Regions from separate parts of the Canis lupus genome. Here region 1 is linked to region 2. The links are chromatin contacts, called in public Hi-C maps. All regions are on one chromosome and are shown on one strand. Each heading gives the region's core, a stretch centred on a gene start, on an enhancer-like site or on the middle of the called end of the contact. The rest is flanking DNA. Distances are from core to core; before and after follow the strand shown.

Region 1 (2,700 bases), core at 37-2,536, 300 kb before region 2:
ACATGGCACTGTCTGTGTCCAAACAATCGACACAAGTCGGAAGGCAGGAAGACAGAGGGCAAGAACAGGCAAGAAGCAACCCACGAAAGGAAGTGGATTTGGGGGATCCCTGGGTGGCGCAGCGGTTTGGCGCCCGCCTTTGGCCCAGGGCGCGATCCTGGAGACCTGGGATCGAATCCCACGTTGGGCTCCCGGTGTATGGAGCCTGCTTCTCCCTCTGCCTGTGTCTCTGCCTCTCTCTCTCTCTCTCTCTCTGTGTGTGACTATCATAAATAAATAAAAATTAAAAAAAAAAAAAAAAAAAGGAAGTGGATTTGGTCTCTGGAGCTGGGCGTATTGGTTCCCCAGGGCTGCCTGACAAAGTGCCGCCAACCAGGCGGCTTAAGGCAACAGAACTGTACTCTCTCAGGGTCCTGGGGGCTTGAAGTCTGAAATCAAGGTGTCTGCAAGGCAGTGCCCACTGGGAAGGCTGGGGGCGGGGGGATTCCTTGGCTGTTCCAACTGCTGGCAGCGGCAGGCGTACTCGCATACTCTGGCTACTAGTGGCAGCGTAAACCCAGCCCAAGGCCGGCCTCCATCTTCACACGGCGGGCTTTCCCCATCTCTGCGTCCAAATCCCCCCCTTCCTAAGGGGTCCCCGGGCACGCTGGATTTGGCGCCCGTCCTGATGTGCTGTGACCGCATCTTGATTAGCTACACCCGCGGCGGCACTACTTCCGAAGGAAGTCACGTCCTGGGGTCCTGCGCGGACCCGCCGGGAGAGCGGCACGGCGGCCCCGCTCCGCCGCGGAATCCTGGAGCCTCGGTCGGCGCCCGCCCGCGCAGGACTCGGCCCCAGGTGCGCGCGGCGCCCGACTCCGCCGAGCCCCCGGCCGTGCCATCACAGGCTCCGGGCGACCCCGCCGTTCCTCTCGGCGCGACACTCACTCTCCACGGGAGAGGCCGGAAAGCCACCGGGGCGGGAACAGCCTGAGAAAGTTACCGGCGGCCGGAGGCGGCGAGCGCACGGCCGCGGGGCGCGCCGGCCGAGCGCGGAGCCGGGGAGCAGAGGGGCGGCCGGCCGCCGCAGGCCCCGCCCCGCCCCGCCAGCACCCACTCACCCCCTGCCGCCGGCCCCGCCAGGCTTCGGCCGCTTTTTGCGACGCTTGCGACCGGAGTCCGGGCCCCCGTCGACGCCGGCACCTGCCCCAGACAAGTAACGCTTCAGATACTCGGCCTTGGAGAGCGGCGGAGCTGCCGCCATGGCAGCGGCGGGGGCGGGGAGACGGCTCGGCGCTGGGGACAAATTTCCTGAACGCGAAGCGCACGGCGGGGGGCCCCCGGGGGGGCGGGGCCGGGGCCGGAAGTGGTGGAGAGCTGTGGGACCCGCCCCGGGCTGACCCCCGGCTGCGCTTGCTGGCTCTCCGCAGGTGCGCGCGCCTCCGATTGCACCTCCACCTCCCCCTCCCCCTGCCCCTGCCCCTGCCGGCCCGACCGGCAGGGGTTTGTCCACCTGTCTGCCCCTTCAACCTACGATGCAGCTGGCGGGAGGCTAAAACCACGACCCAAACAAGATCTCTGTCCCCAGCAGCTCCAGAAGCACCATAGCGTCGTCAAGACCTCGGGCTCTGGAGGGACGGTGTCCCTAAGCTGGAGTTCGGGCTCCGAAACTTCCAACTGTAGGTCCGGGGGCAACTTAATTAACGAACTGGGGAGTATAATGGCACCTAACTAAATGGCTTCGAGAAATGAGACACTTTTACTGCGTGAGATGCTTAGCACAGTGTCTGAAGCACAGTATGTATGTTGTTTGTATTAGTATGTTAGGTGGAGGTTAGACTGCTCTAAATAGTCTTCCACGAACCATTCAAGAGAGGTCAGGAATTCCAAACGTGATTACCATGAAAAAATATGGAGGTTTCTCTAACCTGTGACCTTCCCCACTTTTGATAGAATACGTAGCCCCCAACTATCTGTTGCCTGCAATCTTTCCTGTGAAAAGGACCTGGCTCTATTTTCAGCCAGATAGAGAAGCTGAATTCTAATTATCAAGTTGGGAGGGGCCGGGGGGAGGGGACATACTCCTTTTCTTCTTGTGAACATTATTTTACATAAATTACCTCATTTAACAAATCTCTCAAGTGGTTTTATTATGCTTGTTTCACAGATGAGAAAAACCAAAGCTTGGAGAGGTTAAGGAAGTTGTCCAACTTTATACAGCCAAAATGTGACCCTTGGGAGCAGAAGCTAGCCAAGTGAGGTACAAGAGGTAAATCCAAAGTTTGTGAAAATGTTAGATCAAGTATTTCCCTTATCTCAACATGTTAAATTTTTGTCACTGTTTGAAAGCCTATTAGTCAAGAAGGCTTGCTTGTTATACTTTATAAATGCTCTGCTCAGAATCCAGGATACATGCTCAAAAAAAAAATTATATATAATATAGGTGTGGAAGTCCCAGCCCTGATGGATGAACTTTTAACCACAGTGTTGTCCTGACTGGTCCAGCTGAGGCCCAGGAAGGAAAGCAGACTGGGTCTCTGAGGGCTTGTGGGGATACCAGATTGATAGAGGGCTTCACTGGCTGGAGGTCCCCATGGGTCCCCCAGACACAACCCTGTGTTGGCTTCTAATCCACTTTGGTGGACCTCAAACTGAACTTTCAAAGCCCTGCCTCTACTACTTTGTGGTCAGCAGGCATTTGAAGACTTATCTTTCCATTCC
Region 2 (2,700 bases), core at 119-2,618:
GAGCAGCAGCTCTAAGGGTGCTTCATCAGGTTGAAGGAAAACACAAACTGCAGTTTTAGATATAATGAATGACTACACTGAAAGTATTCATTCAAGTGAGAGATTGAGCAAAGCAAGAGATCTGGAGTACAAATGGGCTTTGTGGGTCCTCTCAAGACCAAAAGATTCCTCCTGAGGACTCTGGTTCCAATACTTCCAGTGAAGAAGGCTACCCCACATTTCCTCAAAAAAAAAAAAGGAATTTTACATGTCAAACCGTACATGTGTACTTATGTGCCTTCCTAACTGACCTTGGCCCATTTCACTAGTAACAGCTCCGCAAATCCCTGGAGAACCAAAGGGCCCAAGGAGTGTACTGATCCTCCAGGGTCTGGGTTCCTCCAACACCTCCTCCGTCACCCACCGGGCTTCCCCCACCACCGCCGAGAGCCCACCCCGGGGCTCTCTGAAAGCCCACGATTCCAGACCCTGCAACAACTAAAAATAAAGCAGCAACCCAGCTCTCCCGAACCGCTTACCCCCTGACTCCCTAGTGCCGTCACGACCCCGGGCGCCCTGGGCCTCTGCTCCCTGAGCCCCTTCCCGCGGAGGAGCCACGCGATCTGCCTCCCCCTCGTTTCCCCGTTTTCTCCGTCGCCTCCTCCAACGATCTCGGGGCCGTCCCCGGGCTCCCGCTCCCCGCCGCGACCTCCCATCAGTCCCGGGCGACCAAGCGCTGCCCGGCGTGTGTCACGGGGCGCCAGGACCGCGCACCCCCGCAGCCCCGCAGCCCCGCGCCCCGGCATGCCCCGGCCGTCCTTGGTCCTCTCCGAAGCCCCCCCGCGGCCACCCCGCGGTCCGCACCTCCTAGCCCCTGCCCCCGTCCCCCGGGGGCTCCAACTGCGGGCTCCCGGGGCCCCCGGCTTCGGGGTGCGGCTCCGCCAGGAGTCCCAGAGCTCCCCCGCCGCCCCCCGCAGCCCCGGCTCCGCAGCGTCGGTCCCCGGCCCCGGCCGCCCGGCCCCGCGCCCCGCGCCCCGCGCTCGCCCCGGCCCCGGCCCCGGCCCCGCGCCCCCGCCCCCGCCCCCGCCCCGGGCCGCGCTGCCGCCGCGCCGCTACCTTGGCCTTGGTGACGAGGTGCGTGGCCCGCTTGACCACCGCGAAGTTGCCCTTGCCGATGGTGCGGTCGATCTCGTAGTAGCCGATGCGCGCAGGCACCGGCCCGCGGGAGGCCGGGGCGGGGGGACGCGGCGGGCCGGCCGCCGGGGGCACGGCAGCGGGGGCGGCCGGCGGCCCCGGGGCGGGCGGAGGCAGCAGGCGGCCCGCCGGCCCGGCTCCCCCCGCCCCGGCCCCGGCAGCCCCGCCAGCTCCGCTCGCCGCCGCCGCCGCCATCTTGTTGTGCAGTGAAACCTCCCGGGCCGCGGGGAGCCGGCGGGGGGGAGGGGGCGGGGGGCGGGAAAAGCGGGGGGGCCGGCCCACGTCACTCCGGGAGGCGGGGCGCCCGCGCCGCCGGGGCCCGGCGCCATGGCAACGGCGCGTCACGTGCCGACGCGCGTCACTGCCCGCGGCCATGGCAACCGTGACGTCACCGGCCCGCCCGCCCGCCCGCCCTCCCCGCGTGGGACGGCGGCCCGGGCGCTGGCTCCCGGGCGCCCCCCTCCGGGGACGGGACGGTGCGCGCCGCCCGCCCGCCCGCCGCTCCGGGACGGCCGCCGCGCTCGCGCTCGCGGGCGGGGGCGGGGGCGGGGGGGGCCGCGGGAGGTGCAGGCCACGGCGCTCCAGGCCACCCGCCCCCTTCAGCAGTCGCCCGGCCTCCCGTGAACCAAAGTACTGCCCCGTCCCCGGAAACCGCGGCCTCGTCCCCCTTTAGCCCTCGAGGCCCCCCAGGCAGGAGCAGCCGCCGCGCCGAGGAAACCGTCAGCAGGCCGGTGGCCGGGCAGGGCAGTTCTTCAGCAAGATTCCTTCCAGCAGCGCAACTGCCCCGCGGCCACCGGGCGCCCCGTCACGGCCCGCGGGGTGGGGGGCGCGGGGGCGGGGCCGCGCGGGGATGCGCTCCGCCGGGGGTCTCCCTCCGCCCGGCCTCCGGCGACCCTGCAGCGGGGGGCGGTCCCGGCGGTCCCGGCGCCGCGTCCTGCTCGTGTCGCTGCCGTGACCCGACGAAGCAGCTGCGCGTCGTCCAGCAGGGCCACGTCGTGCTCAGGGACGAAACCGTCTGTTAGGCAAAATGAAGAAGCAGGTTCTGGCATCATGATTCCCTCCCCACGGGGACCCTCCAAAGACATCGAAGGTGACCAAAGTGACGCTTCCAACAGTGAATCTCACACTCTCTCTCTCTCTCTCCTTCCTCTGCCATCCGGATCCCCCAGGGCCCCTCCTCACTAGCTCCGCGCTTTCCCTTCCACTTCGTCCCACTGCTTCTATTAACTAGATTGATTTAATTGCTTTGGGGGGGGGGATAAGAGGGATAGGCGATGGGGCTGGCAATGGCAAGGTGGCCTTTGGCAGCCTGGGGGGTGCTAGAGACAGGGAGAGGACTGAACGCTCCAGTGTTAAGATGTGCTCAGTCCGGTCCGGATCCATCCACCTGGACGTCTGCCTGTCTGTGCGGCGGAACTGTGTCGTCAGGTGACCGCATGTACCATACCAAAACTGACACCCAGGGCACCGTGAGTGTGTGAGGAGGAGGGAGCCTATTGACTCTCTCTGACCCAAAAATGTTTACGA

The links. A called contact is a pair of places that touch in the nucleus more often than the background predicts.
Region 1: a Hi-C map of amygdala shows a contact between it and region 2, with 4 times the contacts expected there. The contact joins the promoter of BUD13 here to the promoter of SIK3 in region 2.

What each region holds. Positions count from the first base shown.
Region 1 is chr5:16,817,132-16,819,831 of UU_Cfam_GSD_1.0, reverse strand. It overlaps BUD13 (BUD13 homolog), which reads right to left and starts at 1,286. Exons shown (of 12, transcript XR_005359212.1): 1 at 1,101-1,286. LOC111095818 (a long non-coding RNA gene) reads left to right here and starts at 1,416. Exons shown (of 4, transcript XR_005359242.1): 1 at 1,416-1,658; 2 at 2,147-2,248.
Region 2 is chr5:16,520,435-16,523,134 of UU_Cfam_GSD_1.0, reverse strand. SIK3 (serine/threonine-protein kinase SIK3) reads right to left here and starts at 1,368. Exons shown (of 24, transcript XM_038536052.1): 1 at 1,096-1,368. The coding sequence starts at 1,368. It overlaps LOC111095817 (a long non-coding RNA gene), which reads left to right and starts at 2,086. Exons shown (of 4, transcript XR_005359208.1): 1 at 2,086-2,263.